Linked DNA regions of Sus scrofa: all the other regions are linked to region 5. Evidence: chromatin contacts called from public Hi-C, HiChIP or PLAC-seq and promoter capture Hi-C data. All regions are on one chromosome and are shown on one strand. Each heading gives the region's core, a stretch centred on a gene start, on an enhancer-like site or on the middle of the called end of the contact. The rest is flanking DNA. Distances are from core to core; before and after follow the strand shown.

Evidence for each region. Promoter capture Hi-C pulls out the DNA fragments that hold promoters and counts their contacts. A called contact is a pair of places that touch in the nucleus more often than the background predicts. HiChIP or PLAC-seq counts read pairs in DNA pulled down with a chosen protein or histone mark.
Region 1: a contact with region 5 is called in a Hi-C map of liver, with 7 times the contacts expected there. The contact joins the promoter of NAA50 here to the promoter of ZBTB20 in region 5. A contact is called at or near these places in 2 of 5 promoter capture datasets (fetal liver and liver), 4 of 47 Hi-C or Micro-C datasets (heart right ventricle, liver, mesenteric adipose tissue and 1 more) and 2 of 2 datasets of contacts at active chromatin or transcription factors (alveolar macrophages and skeletal muscle).
Region 2: an H3K27ac HiChIP or PLAC-seq map of alveolar macrophages shows a contact between it and region 5. The contact joins the promoter of ATP6V1A here to the promoter of ZBTB20 in region 5. A contact is called at or near these places in 1 of 5 promoter capture datasets (fetal skeletal muscle) and 1 of 2 datasets of contacts at active chromatin or transcription factors (alveolar macrophages).
Region 3: an H3K27ac HiChIP or PLAC-seq map of skeletal muscle shows a contact between it and region 5, with 4 times the contacts expected there. The contact joins the promoter of QTRT2 here to the promoter of ZBTB20 in region 5. A contact is called at or near these places in 2 of 47 Hi-C or Micro-C datasets (heart right ventricle and skeletal muscle) and 1 of 2 datasets of contacts at active chromatin or transcription factors (skeletal muscle).
Region 4: a promoter capture Hi-C map of liver shows a contact between it and region 5, with 7 times the contacts expected there. The contact joins the promoter of USF3 here to the promoter of ZBTB20 in region 5. A contact is called at or near these places in 2 of 5 promoter capture datasets (fetal liver and liver), 1 of 47 Hi-C or Micro-C datasets (skeletal muscle) and 1 of 2 datasets of contacts at active chromatin or transcription factors (skeletal muscle).

What each region holds. Positions count from the first base shown.
Region 1 is chr13:146,191,619-146,195,038 of Sscrofa11.1, reverse strand. NAA50 (N(alpha)-acetyltransferase 50, NatE catalytic subunit) reads right to left here and starts at 1,821. Exons shown (of 5, transcript NM_001244807.1): 1 at 1,520-1,821. The coding sequence starts at 1,527.
Region 2 is chr13:146,162,715-146,166,584 of Sscrofa11.1, reverse strand. It overlaps ATP6V1A (ATPase H+ transporting V1 subunit A), which reads left to right and starts at 1,316. Exons shown (of 14, transcript NM_001004042.1): 1 at 1,316-1,412. The coding sequence starts at 1,328.
Region 3 is chr13:145,878,228-145,882,219 of Sscrofa11.1, reverse strand. QTRT2 (queuine tRNA-ribosyltransferase accessory subunit 2) reads left to right here and starts at 2,358. Exons shown (of 9, transcript XM_005670209.3): 1 at 2,358-2,511. CCDC191 (coiled-coil domain-containing protein 191) reads right to left here and starts at 2,257. Exons shown (of 16, transcript XM_021070343.1): 1 at 2,017-2,257; 2 at 3-41. The coding sequence starts at 2,109.
Region 4 is chr13:146,228,123-146,231,758 of Sscrofa11.1, reverse strand. USF3 (upstream transcription factor family member 3) reads right to left here and starts at 1,574. Exons shown (of 7, transcript NM_001244860.1): 1 at 1,315-1,574.
Region 5 is chr13:144,853,720-144,857,189 of Sscrofa11.1, reverse strand. It overlaps ZBTB20 (zinc finger and BTB domain-containing protein 20), which reads right to left and starts at 1,369. Exons shown (of 10, transcript XM_021071270.1): 1 at 1,174-1,369.

The DNA.
Region 1 (3,420 bases), core at 572-3,071, 1.3 Mb before region 5:
TAGGTAGACTGAGCTAGACCAAAGATTTTTGATTCAGAATAATTCCTTGGAGGCATTCTTTTATAAATCCATGCGCAAGTTCAACACCAGGAACTCTTCAACCTCATTTTTATTACTTTAACAAATACAAATAAGTATTGAGTGGTACAGACAGTATCTATACTCGGGAAAAAAGGAAAAATCTCGCCAAGTTGTACTGGATCATACATAAAATAGCCAAACTTCTAAATCATGATTCAAGTGCAGCACATGCTTCCAATATCTCTCAATCAGTATCCTAATTGGAACACTTCAGAACCTGATGAGAAATAATGCAGGTACTGTGAAATTTTCATGATTTCTAAACTTTAACCCCAAACATGCAATTCGACATCACAATATTTAAAGTAAAATCAGAGTAAGGAATCACATTACAATCCTTGGGTCAAATTTAACTTTCTTGGACCTCTTCTGCGACCTCAAACACATATATACACCGAAGAAATATTTACACCCTTGTTTTAGACAGTATGACTCTGAACGCTGACTTTTATTTCATCCTCAAAAGGGGTGCTGAATAATTTGAAAGGTTCCTTAACCCAAAACACAGTTCTTTAACTGACTTGCTATAACAGAAAAAACTCAGGCATCTCAGAAAGGTTTTAATATTGCTAAGATTTCATTTCTTTCTCTAAGGAGGGTAAAGGCAAAACAGCTTGGTCACTATTTTAAAACACCGTGTTATGTAATGAATACTTCAACAATAAGCAATTTAATAGAGTAAGGTGACAGCTTATTCAAATAGAAATAGTCGAAGAGAAACCATCCTTTACTTTATCCAAGAGGGAGACTGTGAAAGTATATTAACTTTGCCAAGCACCTGAAGAAAGCTTCCAAGGACCCCCCTCAAGGCACTGGGGCAAGAGTAAACTCCTGCAGCAATAGCTCCACCTACTGATCAACAATACTTCCTTGAACATTCTGGCACCCCAAGTCTACAGTGCTCGCGCTCTCCCCCTCCTCCACTCGCTCTGACCCAACCCAAATCCAGTTGAGTCACTAGCTTTTAATACTCATCTCCATGCTTTTTATTTAAATTCCTTCTCCTTCCAGAAGCTTCTGCATCGCTTCCAAGTACAAATAAGCCCGAAAGATGTCAAAGACCACAGTTCTCAGTGTGGAGCCTGGATCTGATGAGGACAACCAGACCACTCCACTCGAGTCGCGGGCCGGGGGTGGCTATGCCGTCCGCTCCCAGACAGGAGGCCACAGGCGCCTCACAAGAGCTCGTCCCCTCTGCCCCAGCAAGATCTGGTTTCCACTTAACCCACATTCGTCCTCTGGGCCCAAATTCTGGGTTCCCCGGGTTTTGCTTCTGCTGGCCCTTCAGCCCGCCAACAGCCCGCGCCGAGCCTCCGCCCCCTCCGTGAGCAGAGAATCCCACAAACCTCCCTCCGCCAGGTCCTGGCCCAGAATCTCTCACTTCCTTCGCAGCCCCTCTCTCCCGCCGGTCGGGCCCTGTCTGGCTGCCCTTCCTCACCCTTTCATCTTCCCCGCCTGCTGAGGCCGTTGTTACCACCGATATCAACGCCGTTGTCGTCGCCGCCCTGAGCTCTCCGCGCCCTCAGCTCGGGCCACTCAACCCCACAAGCCGACCTCCTCGCCTAGGGCAGGGAGCTGAGCTGTTGACGGAGGCCGCGAGATTCGAGCGCAGCCCTGCGTCTCCAGAGGGGGCGGCGGTGCGTCCTGCCGCCGTGCCGGTGCCGCCACTTCTCCACACGTGCACACGGAGCAGTCGCCTCCCTCCTGCCGCCGCCGCCAGCCAGACTCGCCGCCGCGCTGTGACCTTTCACCCCGCCCCCTCTGCGCGCCGGCGCGTCGGCCGTCTCGCGCGCAGGCGCACTTCAGATCTTTCCGTACCCTTCCCCCTCCACTTCAGAACCTCCATCTTTTACTGGGTTCCGCCTTCTGGCGTCATCCTTCTCCTCCTGTCCCTTGCAACACAACTTGTGGGGCTTGCTGGGTCGGCCCTGGCGGTAAAATCCAGATTTTTTCCACCCCTCCCTTTCCTCTTCCACTTCAAATAGATCAGTCTTCTTCCTCTGTTCTTTCCAGTTGATAGTCTCCAGTATGAACTTCAGACGGGCCTGTCTCCTAATATTTTATAAAACTGGTTCTTCTTAATGTAAAGAAGCTTATGGAATACTTAGATGAGGTGCTTTTAAGACAAATAATTGTAATTGATAATTGGCTGGATAACTTGGCTTGCGTCCAGCATGTTTCAAGTTTTCATGTCACGTGACTACCCCAAACCCTCAAGCCTGTGATTCTACCTGCGGGCCCCAGGAGAACGGAACTCCATCGCCATTTCCGGTCCTTAGACCTCGGCGGTGAACGTCACTTCCTTAGCAATGCACTTTAACCCGTTCCACCCACGTCTTCTCCGTTGTACTTTACAAACATAATCTTTGTGAACACTTTCGTTTTTCCCTAACATCTAATGGCAAGAAAATTACTGTTCAAACGATCCGAAAAAATACAGGCCCACGAGATGCAGTGAGCCTGGCTAGGGAGGACTGGGCGGAGCTCGAGGTCACGTGACTCTAGGCCCGCCCCCTTCTCTGCAGCTGAAGACTTCCCCTCCCACAGTGACAGAGCCTCTGGGTCGGTCGGTGTCGGTACACTTTTTGCACCTCGCGCCCGGGCAGGTGAGCGGCGACCGGTAACCGGCGGCTGGTGGGGCTAGAAGGAGTGGGAGGAGGAAGAGAAAGCAGCGTGTGCATGGTGGCTTCTCCTTTTCAGGGCTTCCTCCTCGCTGTCATCCTGCATTGGCGAGGAGCTTATTTCTCCAGTTATCTTGACCCTTGCTCCCCCACTGTGGTCGCCCCTGCAACCTAGGGGTTGGGACGTCCACCTTTCCCACGGTTGGGGGTGAGTGCGGCCATTGTGGTTACCCATTCGGACTCTTCGGGGCTTCGGGTATTGGGATTGGTTCAGGCATTCCTCGGTGTCTGCAGTAGTCTCCAGGTCTGAATCCCCAAAACCCATTCTTTGGCAGAGGCCTTGCATGGTCTTTACATTCAGCCCTAGGCTGGGGAGCGGGAGGTAGGACAAACCCTGGAGGCAGAGGCGTCTCCTGCGAGACAGGCTTGGGAGAGAATGTCACCAATGTGGCCCTCATTGCGGAGTCACTGTAAAGCTTGCTTCCAAATGTGCATTCTCTGTAATTGAGTTTTTATCTGACATCCCTGCAAGGGTTGTTTTAAAGATGTTTGCAAGCGTTGAATGGGTCTGGAAAGGTAAAAGGTGGCCTTTTACCTTTCTCTTCTCTGATGTTACAGTGCAGAAAGGGAAAGGACAGTTGAAAGAATAAATATATACTAGGTTCAAAACAGAAAGTGCTGATAATGCTACAGTCTCGATTGAATGGGGAGATGTTGA
Region 2 (3,870 bases), core at 67-2,566, 1.3 Mb before region 5:
CCATTCTTGTCATTTCCCCACCTGGGATGCTTTTGCCGTCCTTCTTAGTTTATGCTCACTCTACCTGACCTTTAAGATGTCTTCCTTGAACATCCTAATCTTTGAACTTAAATATTATTTAATGTTTTATTGCGTATTGATTCGTGACCCTTACTTTATGGTTATTTGGACATACTGTTTAGCTTTTCTATGCACATATACTTATTTATCTCCTTTATTAAATACCAGTAGTTATTAAGCTATACCATAAGTTACAAAGAAACTTTCTACTGTGGTATTTGTGACCAGTTTTCTATTTGGACTTGGACTTGTTCTTTGGGTTTTTCAGATTGCACCTCTATACTTTATAGTACTTTATAGAGAAGTTGAACCAAATTCCTTAAACTGTTCTGTGTTGTGCTTTTTTAAAAAAGGAAGGAAAAAAGAAAAGGGGAAAATGATCCCAGGAATATTTTGTATACATTTAAAAATTTAATGTAAGGTAATTTGTTAGATGGTTAAAAAAATAATAAAAGCAGGGAAGGAGGGAAGTATGTTGTGATTTTAAGTAGATGGGCAGATAGGCAGAGAAACCTTGGGGGTGGGGGTGGGGGAGGTTGACTAAAGACCTGAAGGAGGTATAGGAGCTGACATCTGGGAGAAGAGTATTCTGATAGAAGGAACAACATGTACAAAGTTTAGAGAAATGGCAGAGTTCAGTGTTTATGCAGCATGACTAAAAGGAAGAGTAGTTAGATGAGGTCAGAGAGATAATCAGCTAGAGTAGCTAGATCAGCTACTGGAAAGACTTTACATAGTTTGTTATACTCCTTGGAATTTTCTATGGAGTACCTTGTGTTAAGATATATAATTCTGGGGTTCCTGTCTTCGTGGCACAGTGGAAATGAATCCGACTAGGAACTATGAGGTTGCAGGTTTGGTCCCTGGCCTCGATCAGTGGGTTAAGGATCCGGCATTGCCATGAGCTGTGGTATAGGTCGCAGACACGGCTTGGATCTTGCATTGCTGTGGCTGTGGCGTAAACTGGTGGTTACAGCTCCGATTAGACCCCTAGCCTGGGAACCTCCATATGCCACAGGTGCAGCCCTAAAAAGACAAATATATATATATATATATGACAAATATATATATATGAAATTCTGAATTTTAATAACTGTGGGCCATCCAGGAATGAAGTACTTTACCCAAATCTTAAGAATTTTGTTATATTTTACTTGACAGAAGTAGTGGTAACTCAAGAATACACCAAAGTGCAGCACCTATATTGGTTCTTTTGCTTTAAGACTTGTACTTATAACTTAATTTTTTTTTCTATAGGTAAATTAACATGATGGATTTCTCCAAGCTACCCAAAATACTTGATGAAGATAAAGAAAGCACATTTGGTTATGTGCATGGGGTGTCAGGACCTGGTAAGTAATACATAATAATCTCAATAGTAAAAATTCCTAACGTCAGTTAATGTCTGTTCAAGGTGTTTTAGGCAGAAATGCAGAAGTTTCTATTCCCCTACATAAGTTCTGCCTATCCTTAAAAGATTTCATAGCTGCTGTAAGACTGAGATAATATGGAAATCATAAGGGCTCCTGTAACATTTATTATCTAAATTTGGTTATTGCTTTGCTACTGATTTGTAATATTTATTATGTAAATGTATATTGGTGTTATGTCTTAATTTTTTTTTTGTTAAATCAGTTTAAAAAGCTGTAAAATTTACAGGTTTTAGTATGTGATACCTAAATATCTGTTAAAAATTTACAGGTTTTAGTATGTGATACCTAAATATCTGTTAATGTGGTTTGAATTTTAATAATTGCTTTCAGAGCATTTCTCAGAAATATCAACCTTGGCTCTTTGCATGTATAAATCCTTCCGAATGGTTCTTTCAGATATCACGTAACTAGCTACTTGTGGGAAAATAGTCTTAGGATATGATAATGAGAATGGAAAGCAGTTTATGTTTGCTTTGCCTATATGTGGAGTACTGCATTTTATTTTTTTATTAATTTTCTTTTTTTAATACTCAAATAAATTTATCACATCTCTAGTTGTATAATGATCATAACAATCTAATTTCACAGGATTTCCATCCCACAGCCCAAGCACATATCCCCAACCCCCAAACTGTCTCCTCCAGAGACCATAAGTGTTTCAATGTCTGTGAGTCAGCATCTGTTCTGCAAAGAAGTTCATTGTGTCCTTTTTTCAGATTCCACTTGTCAGTGAAGGCATTTGATGTTGGTGTCTCATTGTATGGCTGACTTCACTTAGCATGATAATTTCTAGGTCCATCCATGTTGCTAAAAATGCCGGTATTTCATTCTTTTTAATGGCTGAGTAATATTCCATTGTGTATATGTACCACATCTTCTTGATCCACTCCTCCATCGATGGACATGTAGGTTGTTTCCATGTTTTGGCTATTGTAAATAGTGCTGCAATGAACATCGGAGTACATGTGTCTTTGCAAGTTGTGGTTTTCTCTGGATAGATGCCCAGGAGTGGGATTGCTGGATCAAATTGTAATCCTATTCTTAGTCTTCTGAGACATCTCCATACTGTTTTTCCACAGTGGTTGCACCAATTTACAATCCCACCAACAGTGTACTAGGGTTCCTTTTTCTCCACACCCTCTCCAGACTTTTTGATGATGGCCATTCTGGCTGGTGTAAGGTGGTACCTCAGAGTGGTTTTGATTTGCACTTCTCTAATAATGAGTGATGTTGAACATCTTTTCATGTGTTTTTTGGCCATCCGTATGTCTTCTTTGGAGAACTGTCTGTTTAGATCTTCTGCCCACTTTTTGATGGGGTTGTCTGTTTTTTTGGTATGGAGCTGCAGAAGGTGTTGGAGTACTGCATTTTAAATAATGATTCTCAGAGTTCCTGCTGTGGTACAACAGTATCAACAGCATTTCTGCAGGGCTGGGACACAGGTTCAATCCCTGGTCAGCATAGTAGGTTAAGTATCCGGCGTTGCCGCAGCTGCGGCTTAGGTCCCCATATGCCACAGAGTGACCAAAAAAGGAAAAAATAATAATCATAATAACAATGATTCTTGTTCTGGTATTCATTTTGTTATTCAATACTTCCACTGCAAAATGTGATTCACAGTTTCCTGGGTAAAACCTGCTCATTGATTTGTAATCCTCAGAGGCATGGAAATTCATTTTTCCTTATGTCTTTTTTATAGACCTCATGTTAGTCTTATTCTTGTTCAAATCATAGTGGAGGTGATGACCCTTTTTTGTTAGTGCAAATGAAGACTGTCAGTCACCATGCTTCTTGTTTCTCCTTAAGAACCTTCTACTGCTTAGAACTTGGTGTTTGAGCTTGAACTTATTGGTAAATAGTATATTTTGCTGCTTTCAATCTCTTTGGCCATTTCAGAGAAGCAGTTTTCCCCCTTGATGATCGTAAGGTCTTTAGGAGAGATCATAAGGGCTACTACACACAACAACATTTAGGGAAGTGCCAAAAGAACACTATCAAAGAGTTTAGGTAAAAATAGTTTTCTGAAACTTGTAGTAAACTGCTCCTGGAACCTATTTATTTATTTACTTGTTTACCTTTATTTATTTATTTATTTTTGTGTTTCTTTAATTTTTTTAGAGTTGAGATACAGTTGATTTACAATATTGTATTAGTTTCAGATAATATAGCAACATGATGCAGTTTTATATATATATGTTCTTTTCAGACTCTTTTCCCATATAGGTTATTACAAAATATTATGTATATTTCCCTGAGATATACAGTAGGCCTTTATTAGTTATACTTTTATGCATAGTAGTTGTGTGTATGTTCCTCCCAAACTCTTAATTTATCCTTCCCTCCCTCCCAGAACCTGTTTATAACTCTTAAGTACTTA
Region 3 (3,992 bases), core at 1,109-3,608, 1.0 Mb before region 5:
ACCTTAATCCAGTGTTCCATATTGTCAGGGTCAAACATAGGCTGTAGGTAATACATACAGAATATTAGTAGACAGCAATATATTTATCAGCCTTGCTATTTTAATGTCATTCTCATTAAAACATATGGACAAGTATCCTTAGTCTTTCCCTAAAGCATCTTATTAGAAAGCTCAGCAACAAAAGAACATGGAATGCCAGCAGGAGGAAGAAACATGAAGCCTTTTCAGGAACATATTCTGTTTTTTAATCTCTTACCTAGGCCCATCTCCAGATTCTGATTTAATTGGTCTGGACTACGGCCCATGTGGCAGTATTTGTTGAAAGCTCCCCAGGGTTAAGATCAAAATGCCACATATAATATTCCTTATAAAAATCTAAACAAGCACTGATTAAATTAACCTGATTATTCAAGTGTTATGGAAGCAAATCTGCTTGGAGAAGGTATGCACTTCTCCTCAGGCCCATCTTTTCAGGAGCAGGGAGGGGGAGGGGGTTGAGGGTAGAGGAAGGGATAACCAATCTTCCACTGTTTAATAAATCAGTAAAGAGGCAGAAATCACATAAATTTCTATCCAGGCCAATCAGATATTCATCTTAAATTAGAAATCAGACCAACAGAACACCGCCTTTCTTCACTCTCTTAACCCTCAGAAGTTGCAGAATTCCCTCTGTTAGTCACTTAACAAACAGAAGTATTTGCTTTGCTAACAATTCAGGAGGGTTTTTAAAGAAGGGAATAACTAGCATACTGACACATGGGGAGGGAAAGGTATAATACTCTTTCACTTACATAACACTTCCCCTTCAAAAGACCTTACAGATAACTAATTAATGCACCTGTACTGCTGAATAATTTTGCCACTGCAACAAATAAACAGCTGATCCTATTAAAGCACAACTGACCTTCAAAGAGCTCTAGTGTTTTTATCTTTCCTCTAGGTAGTAACAATGAGCACTAGCAACATAAATCTTTCCTTTTGGGGTCCCCAAAATTGTCCTCAGTTTTTAACCTTTCATTAAGTTTATATCTATAACCTATTTTGGATCCAATCCATTACAGAACTGGTACAACAAGAGCAGAGGGTTTCCAACTCTCTCTAATGCTCCATTCTGCACCCTCCAGTATCCGGGGCAAAATATTCACCAAGTGGAATATATCCAGTGCTTTATTTAAGTGGTATATTTAGAATAAAGCAGCAAGCACTATTGCCTGGGGGCTCAGAAAGGCCACATGTCTATAAGATATATTTTTAAGAAAGTGTAACTGATCGGTGAAAACAGCTGTGAAGCCACTCCATTTGGCACTTCCATTTACATTTAAAGCATTTATTTTTGTGACGGTTAAAAAGGTAGTCTGTGGAAAGCACATACCCTGTGACTGTGACTTTGCACATGTCATTTACACGTTTCAAGTTAAGTGGGGTTATTAGTTGGATGAAAATACATCAAAGGGGATGACATATAAAATAGGATCTGTTTTTTGATTGTTGCTTGAATTTAGAGATTTTCAAGTGATACATTCAATAACCACTTGCATTCCTGAGTTCATCGTAGCTACTCTGTGTAAACCTAGAAGGGGAGGGATATGACAGAGAGGACTTAAGGTGAAGATCTTATCCCTTCAAAAAAGAACAATTTCCTACGACTTGCAAAACATAGGAGGCGGAAATGTAACCTTGAGGGAACTTCCCTAAAACCTGGAGCGGTGGGGAGAGGGAATGGTTCTCGAATTCTCTTCAGCAGGATGGGCACAACTGGGACTCCATGTTTTTTGAGAAAACCGTTTAGATGGAAAGAGTTTTTCCAAGACGCTGCCCACCCAAGTCGTAAGGTACCCGAACCCCAAAGTTCCTGGGCCCCCTTCACTTAGGACATTACTGGCTGGGTCGGTCATGGCGGGGACGGGCCAAGTAAGGATGCCCCTTAGGGAAGAAGAACGAAGCGCAGACGGGGCTTCAGGGCGGGTTCCCGCCTCCCCTCCCCGTCTCCAAGAGCTCCCAATACAGACAGATCACCTTGGTGGGACTCGGCTTCCTTGTAAACTGTTTCCAACGATTCAGCCCCGTCCCCTTCTTTGAAGAGGACCTTTCCTGGGGCGTCAGCAGCATTTCCCCGGTTCAGGCCCGGACTTGAGCCAAAGCTGCAACAAACGCTCCTTAACTTAGGTTGCTTCCAGGTCTCTCTGGGAGTTGTAGTTCCTCAGCCCACAAAGAAGGCAAGTGTGGGGCGCCGCCGAACCACCACTCCCATGAGGCTTTGCGATGGGGGAATGAGTCTGCTCAGTTACCCATGGCAACGGCAGCGGTCCCTAGGCCTTCCAGTCACAGGAGCTCGCTTTGCTGTTACCTTTGCCTTTTCCTGGCGCTCTGTGATGACGCAATGCCCCTTGATTGGCTCTGCCTCGGAGGCGGTGGTTTAGGGGGCCGAGAATTCTGCAAGCCGGACACGTGGTAGCCAACCGCGAGGAGTTGAGGGGGATTTCCACCCTAGAAAAGTTGGGCGGTTTGCAGGTAAGTGCCCTCTTTCCTTGTTGGTGTCGGGGATGCTACGAGTGAGTAGGGCTGAAACGAGAGTGTCACGTCTCGCCCAGACTCTTCCTGGTTGTGTTGCTGTAACAGTGATTGTAGTCCCGCCATGTCTCTTTCATTTTTCGGGGTCTTCTGGTTGATCCTAGCTTCTGTAAGTCCAGATTCTCCCAAATCGTGTGAGCTTCACCGCTTCTATGAGAGAAAACTGTCTTCTTTCTACTGACCTCTGCTTAAGGGTCAAGTTCTCATGTAGAAGTTTTTTCTACACTGCCTAGGATCTTGGGAGCGTTGGACTGAACTCAGATACCTGAGCTAAGTGCCTCTTGAGGTCTGGTACTCCAGGAAATGCCCAATGGAGTGAAGATAAATATATGGTTATTGGCTGAGCCTCCAGGGACAGTCTATGCTGGGATAAGCGGGTTCATAAGGCAAAGTAGAGATTTAGAGCTGGAGCTTTGGGCCTAACTACTTTGTAGTTGTATGACTTTAGGCAGCTTGGATCCTAGATTTTTTCATCCGCAAAATGGGAGCTATACTACCTAAATCATTAGGGTGTGGTAACCATTTAAAAATCAGTCAGAAATCAGAACTCTGCCAGAACATGTAAACTGAAGTAGACGAGATTTGTGAAAAAGATCTGTGAGGGAATCTGTGCCCTCAGACTATTATAACAATCATGAGTCCTGCTTGAGTATTCATCAGAAACCTTATGGATGATTAAACTGTGTTACATCAAAACTGTCCAGTATCATGAAATAGTTATTTTAAAAGGGTAGGTTAAGCTTTGTATCTCTTCTTTAGGAAAAATATCCATTGTGAATTCCCAAGAGAAAAGTGAATTGCAGAAAAGTGCTTACAGTATAGTATGTTTGCATTTTTTATTGAAGAACATCCTTTCTCATATACAAGTATATTTAAATATTTGTGTTACTATAAGAGAAGGGTTGTACAGGCTGGGAGGGTGGATAGATGCAGAGAAGTGAGATGGGGGAAATATGAACCATAATAACAATATAGCAAAATGGAAAACAATTAAAATTGTATCTTAACATTACATTTAATATGTAGAGGGTTGCATATATTTTTGGACAAGATGGGATTTCTAATAGACTATCAGCCTGTTAGATTACAGCCTTTAAAGCCAGACTTCTATGATTTAAGCCCTGGCTCTTCCACTTTGTAAATGGTGGCTTTTTTTAGCCTCAGTCTCCTCTTCTGTAAAGGCACATAATGATAACCTCTGCCTTAGGTTGACATGACAGTAAGCATTAGAGGAGTTAATATGTGAAGAACAATACCTGATACATAGTAAACACCCAATAAATGTTGTTACTGTTGTTGTGTCTTTAAATAGGTGAAACTAATTTAACTTGTTTTGTGATGGCTGACATATTTGGACTTCCATTTTATTTTGTATTTTCTATTTTTTATGTGCTTTTGGTCTCTTTTCCTCTTTCTTGCCC
Region 4 (3,636 bases), core at 325-2,824, 1.4 Mb before region 5:
ATGTCTGGATTTTACAAAACTTTCTTTTAATGTGGAATATAAGACCTATGTATACAAAAGTTATATTGCTTAGACTAGAGCAAAATGTAAGATTAAGTATTCATTTTTTTACACTGCTCCTGAGACAGGATACTGTTCCTGGTTTCAGAAGTGCCATGATTACAAAGTATTTTGCTTATTTTGTAACAAATACTTTTAAAGTACTTCACAAATAAAGGGAAATAACAAATGTATCCAGCATGGCAACTCTGTACCATACTGTCCCGTGTAGGAGGAAAAAGTCATCAAGATGATTAGAGTGTTACAGCCTGTAACACTTCCTTCAAAGAGCAGGTTCGTTTGCTTGCTTGTTTTTCAAGAAGAGTCAATGGTACAAATCGGCTTCAGAATCCTTGTTGCTCAAGGAAGGGTTTATTCAAGAACTCTGTACATTGTTTATAAGTGAACAACTCTCTTTTTTATGCAAACTTAAGTTAATCCAAACTGTCTTGTTTTGTATGGTGTCACGTCAATACATCTACCTAATTGTAAAAATGGCATGAGAACATAAGTTGGAAGCTTCTATTGGGATCCCACATAGAGGTTTGAGCAGTCTCTTATTTCCAGATAAAGTTAATATATTCGAGGGACCATATCCCAGGGTAACTATAGTGGGGGCGAAGGGGGCAGTGAGAATTCGAGAACCCGACAATCACGATGTTAAAAAGAACAAGAGTCCACAAATATTTCCTCATAAATCTAGAACTAAATCTCAAGAGTTGGCCATTCGCTTGACCGCTCCTACTCAGAAAGGAAAAGAAAAGCTTCTAGAAAGAAGACGCAACTCTCGACATAGGGGTGAGAGTTAAAAAGCAAGTCACATGAGTCTGACCAGTGGGTCCGAAGGAAATTCGGAAGGCAAGGAAAGAGGGAATGAGGAGACAGGAAAAGGTGAAGGAGGCAGGCAAAGGCCATCCGGTGTGAACCTGGATGCCCAGCTCTTTATGCACCCGGGGCAGCGTGGAGCCTCCTTCGCCTCGCGCGCATCTGGGGGTCGCGCCGCAGCGCAAGCCCCTCACGGGCCCGGCACCAGGGGGCAGGGGAACCGGTAGGTCGGGGAGAAGAGGGGCGCGCGCACCTTCCGCGCTCGCGCCCCACAAGGCTCTGCACGCAGGGGTCCCCAGGAAGAAGGCACACTTTGCGCAGCCTTCGCCTCCGGGAGCAGGGAGGGGGTGGGTGGAGCAGAGCCCGGAGCCGCCCCCCGGAGCCGCCCCCGCTGCCCCGGCCTCCGCCCCCCGCCCCGGCTGTCAGCGGCCCCCTCCCGCAGTCACTCACCCGCGGGCTGCGTGGTCTCGGCCGCGGCGGCGGCGGCTGCGACCTCCGCCTGGGTCATGATCCCAAGCGGGTTCGGCAGGAGTGTCCGACCGCCCGGGCGAATCTCTCCGTCCGCGGCCGCCGCCTGCTCCTCTGGGGCTGGGGGAGCGCGGGCCCAAGCCCTCCTCTCCCCCCGCCCCGCCACCTCTTCCTGCGGCCACCGCCGCCGCTGCGAGCCCGAGCCCTCAAGGCCGGAGACCCGGCGGCAGCGCGGCCTCAACTTTCCCAGCCCCCCTCCCCCCGCCCCTCCCCGTCCCTCCCCACCCCTCCCGCGGCTGCCGCTCGACACGTGAACAGCCTACCCTGGATGCACTGCGGTCCCGCCCCTGCCACTCAGCCCACCAACCGGACCCCGGGGAGGCTGCAGTGGTAGCCAATCAGAACCCGAAACGCCGTTGCGCTATGCTAGAGGGCGGGAGGAGGTGGAGGGAAAACTGAAGAGCGAACGGGCTTCGGGCCGCCCAATGAGGAGGACCGGGCTGAGGGGCGGGGGGCGGGAGGTGTACAAGTTGGGTTGAAGGGACAGGAAATATTCTTAAGGGTAGAGTGATGAGCAGGACGGAAAGCCAGTAGGTGAATGGGAAAGAGGTGGGCCTGGTTCCTTAAAGGGGACGCCTTGAGAACCTAGAAAAGGGTGTTTTAAGAAACTTCTTTGTATATCCTGTTCTCTGGTCTGCTTTCCACGTCTTTAGTAGGAGTTTGGAAGAGGAAAAACTGACAAGGAAGAGGGCAAGGAAGGCTTGCAAGGACGATTAGAGAGCTTCTCTTAGCCTGGAGAACAGGAAGGCGGAATGTGTTGCCTCGTAACCGGAGGTGGGGAAGAAAGAAGAGAATGCAGACGTCTCCGACAGCCTTTTCACTGGAAGATTGTTGTCGACCTGACACTACTCAGATTTGTTGGCTGTGGTTATCTGTCATTTTTCATTTGCCACAAAGACAGATTCCTGCGAACCGTGTTCAGAAATGTCCCGAGGGCCTTCTAGCTGGGGGAAGAGAGTATGTGGCGTTAAGAGATGGGGTTTGGAAGTTCAAGCTTGTGTTCCTAGAGACCTAGATCTGGGAGGTAGAGCCGCAGGTGTTAGAATGGAGACCTGAGGGTCCTCATGGGTTTGGGATCCCGGAACCGTGATCACAACTCCCTTTTCCTGGTGTCATTTGATACTTCATAACCCCTCCTCTCCCGAAACAGGTGTCCTCCACCTAGTGGTGGCGAAAGATTTCCACGTGTTACCACCACCAGATTTGGAAATGTCCCAGATCTTTACTAGTCCAGGGGCTAGACCAGGTAATTTCTAGAAGGTGCATACAGAGCATATGGCATAGTGAGCCTGTGTACAGAGGAAGCTGACCTTGTACTGGGGGAAACTGTGAAGTTAAATAGTAACTGCATATTACGTCTGTACAGCATTTGAAAAGCTATGATGAAACAGAAGGTCGTTAGTGTTACTTATAAGTGATGGCACTATAAACAGTCTGGAAATTTTCTTTACATCTTGCATCTCAGCATATGACCTTCTAATTAACCTCTGAATGCATTTGGCACACTCAAAGCTGCAGAGTGAGAAAGACCCTAGGGTTTGGAGCCTGATAGTAATGCTAATATAGCATCTCCAAGAAATTGAATAGTATTAGCATGTCTAGCTGTAGGAAATAATTTCCACCGTGATCAGAGTATAAGGTATTCTGGAGTTCCCGTCATGGCTCAGTGGTTAACGAACCCGCCTAGTATCCATGATGGGCTGGATCCCTGGCCTTGCTCAGTGGGTTAAGGATCCAGCGTTGCCCTGAGCTGTGGTGTAAGTCCCAGACGCTGCTCGGATCCCGCGTTGCTGTGGCTCTGGCATAGGACGGCAGCCACAGCTCCGATTAGACCCCTAGCCTGGGAACGTCCATATGCCGTGGGTGAGGCCCCAGAAAAGACAAAAAAAAAAAAAAAAAAAAAAAAAAAAAATATATATATATATATATATATATATATGGTATTCTGGCTTAAAAGTTATTCTGGTTAGTAAATATCATATCTAGGGGATGTATGATTTTTCTAAACAACTAGAATGCCTTGAGCTAAAGTAAAATAACACATATAGTTTTGATGGTTCAGAAAACAGACTTTGAGTTTCTTTGGAACACTATTGAAAACGTATGTTAATACCTTTCACACACAATTTAGAGGTATTAAATAAATTTCTATTTGATAAAGGTATGAGGGGGAGGGATAAATAGAGAATTCGGGATTAACGGATACACACTACTATATATAAAATAAACAACAGGAGTCTACTA
Region 5 (3,470 bases), core at 120-2,619:
TAACTTTGCTTGGGCCAATGGTGATTTTTGAGGCCAGTACTTAACGAACAGGCTTTAATTACTTCCTGGTTCATTCAAATTTTTATTGGAAAACTGTCACCCTGCTACTGACCCCATTCAACTGGGTTCAGCGTTAAGAGATCAGCGGATTACCGTGCTAGGTAGCGTAGCTGTACGCCATATTGTGTTTTTCGCTAATGTTTATAGTTTATGTGTGTGCCTAGCATATGTTTGTGCAAGTGTGTTTATCAATATAACTTTTAGAAAATCCCTTCCTCCTGCCTCTTCAGCATCCTTAAAAAGGATAACAGCTTCGGGAGGGGCGGGGCATGAGGCGGGTGGTGGGAGGTGACCAGAACGCCACCCGGACAGAAATGCATTAAACAATGTAAAAGAGAGTGCGTTTCTTTTAAACTTTCAAAAAGCATCCAACCATTTTATCTCAGCTATGAAAAAGAGCAAACATATTTTAATATTTCCAAAGGGGCCCAAAGGAAGAGAGAAAGAAGGAAAGGTGTGTCTTCCCTTCCCAAGCCCCCTCCTCTACAGTCGCAGCAGCGAAGCAGGCGGCGGCCGGTAGCTCCCGCGTCTTGAGGGGCGTCCAGCGGCTCTGGGGCCAGGACCCCTCCCGCCCCCCAGTTCTCTGAAGACGCTCCAGAGACCGCCAGAGCCACGGCAAGTGGGGAAGGGCGAGGAGGGAGGGGACGGAAGACAAGCGGGCGCCTCTAGCAGCTCCTGAGCCCCGGCTAGTCCCCCTCAGCTCCTCTTCTTGGAAGCGGCAGCTCCAGGCGCGGGGAGTAGAGAGAAGAAGGCAGAAGACACGTTTCCAGCTGCGGGACGCCCCGCCCGCCCTAGGACCCCGGACCCTCCCGCGCTCCCTCCCTCCGCGCCTGGTCGGGCGAGGCCGCCGCAGCCGCTTGGAGCGAGGAGGGGCGCCCGGGGGAAGGGGGCGCGGAGGGGGGACGCCTGGGGGAGGGGGCGTTCGCTTGGCCCGCCAACGGCCCGCGAGCTCGCCACTCTAACTCGCTCCCCCAACCCCACCCCGCGCCCCTCCTTTCCCGTCCCGCCACCCCCAACTCCTAGCGCCTCGCAGACGCCTGGTCCCCCACGGCATGCACACACCCCTCCCTCCCGCCCGCCAGCCCCACAACAAATTAGAGTTTTTGGCGTTACCTCCTCGCGCTCTTTAATCTTCTTTCCTCAACTCCTAAACTTCCCCCGCCCCTACTTCTTCGGCAAAAAGCCCACATTGGCCGCCTCACGCCGCGAACCCTCTATCTTTTCCTACTATTCGGTTTCCCTAATGCCACTCTTGGCTTCAGTGAGCCAATAAGAATGGGACGCCCCTCGTGAAGTTGCCGCCCATAAACAAAATACACTCTTCCTCCTCCCCTCACCTGTCCCCGCCCCCATTGCCTCTTCCCTCATCTCTACCACCTTCGATTGGACTAGAAAAGGCCCAATCCGCTATCTCAGACACCCATTGGGGCACGGAAACTTCGCTCAGAGAACTGTTAACAGGCAATTGGTCAGCAATCTTCCCACTTCCCCCCCACCTCTGCCGCACATTCGCCCACTCTGGAGAGGTCAGTCATATCTCGTTGTTCAGTGATCCGAGAGATGGGATTCTATTGGTTGAGAGAGCCCGTCAGACCGGACTGGAGTGAGCCATGATTGGTCAACACAAACACGATCAAGTGTGGTTGTCTACTCCTCCGATCCTCCTTTTTTTCTCCACGCCCCTGCCCCCTCCCGCCTGCTTTTACTTTCTACGCATTTCTATTTCCTCCTTTATTTATTTATTTGTGATAAACTTAAATGACCCGGCGACGGAGGCGGGACTCGAGACGAGGACGAAGATGACGAGGGACGGCCGGGGGCCAATTGCCGAGGGGGCTGCCGCGTGAGGGGCAGCGGCGTTGGCCAGTGAGAGGCAGGTGTCTGGAGCGCTCTAGGCCTATGGAGCCGGGATGCCCCAGCGGAGGCGGCGGTTACCCGCTGTCTGGCGCGGCAGGCTGGCGGGGGGGTAGCCACGGGAGGCGAGAAGCGGGGTGTCTCTGTCGCCGACAGCTGAGGCGGCAGGAGAAATATGGATGAGGGGCGGTGTGAGAGAAAACGGGAGAGAGGGTCTGCCGAGGCGGCGGCGCTCAAGGCCACGCTGGGTCAGGCTTGATTCCTGAGGAGTGGGGTGCAGGTTGCCAAGCCGGGAGGTCACCAGAGGCCGCTGAAGCAGTGCCAGTGCTCAATGGGAAAATGTGTTCGTTCAGGAGGTTTAGAAAAATACTATGTAAAACAGTTTGGAGTAAGCTGCCCTTAATATAAATGAGGATATTATTCTAGCGGGAAAAGCAGATTACTAAACGCCTGAAGTACCTACGACCCAACCGGAGCCTACAAAATTGAATATCCTGAGGGGTAAACCGAAGGAACAAATAAAGCAACACGGAAAATTAAATGCGGGTCAGATGCTTCAGTAAAACCTTCATCCTCATCCATTTGTCACTCAACATAGCACTTCCCAGAGACATATTCTTACCAAGAGTTGGTCCAGTACCCAGGCATTAGGGGGAAAAAAAAAAAAAAAAAAAAAGAATGAAGCTTAAAGCCGGCAGGAAGCTCAGGAAAGATTCCTAAAAAGGACTAAATGAAAAAATAAATAAATAAATAAATCTGCAGAATAAAAAATTGCCATAATTAGGGAATTCAGAAATAATTTATCACAAAATAAGAGACTTCATTAAGAATGCCATATGTACAAAAATATATTTGCAATGTGAAAATAATTTTTTTTATGGGACATGCTTTTGATGTGTTATTTCCAATAAACTCAAGTCCTCTGAATTTTATCTTAGGCTTCCTTGGGACATCCAGCCTGCCTTAAAGAAAAAATTCATGATACTTGTTAAAGATAGTTAGGCAGACTTTATTCAGGACCATTGAGATAGCTATGGCTAGGATCTTTGCATTTAGATTTTGCAGAACAGGTAGATTGGGCTCACCCTCATGTTTAGAGGGGGTAAGTGGGAACTTTAGCTAAGAAACAAGGTGAGGGTCAGTAGAAGGAAAATTGATAAGAGGAAATATTAGAGGTAAGAGGAAATTTTGGCTAAACCAACCTAGTAGGATTCTTGCTGAAGACAGATCAGGGTGATCAGACATTACCTTGGGGATGATGGAATCTAGGATGATTGGGGAGGGAGGATTCTTGCTAAACCCAGCTTTTGTAAGGAAGTGTACAGATGCCTGGCTTTAATTAGTGGTCTTTAGCAGAACCTAAGCAAAATAAATTGGCCCTAGTGAAAAAAAAAAAAATGTGTAAAGCCTTGACCTCATAAATACCATTACATCTATCTTTTGAGGAGTATATGTATAAGAGTTTTAGATCCACAAAATTATTGCATCAGATGTCAAATTTGAAGACCAGTAAAATGTACAAATTTCTGTTGAGTCTGGAAGCCAAAACATTTTAG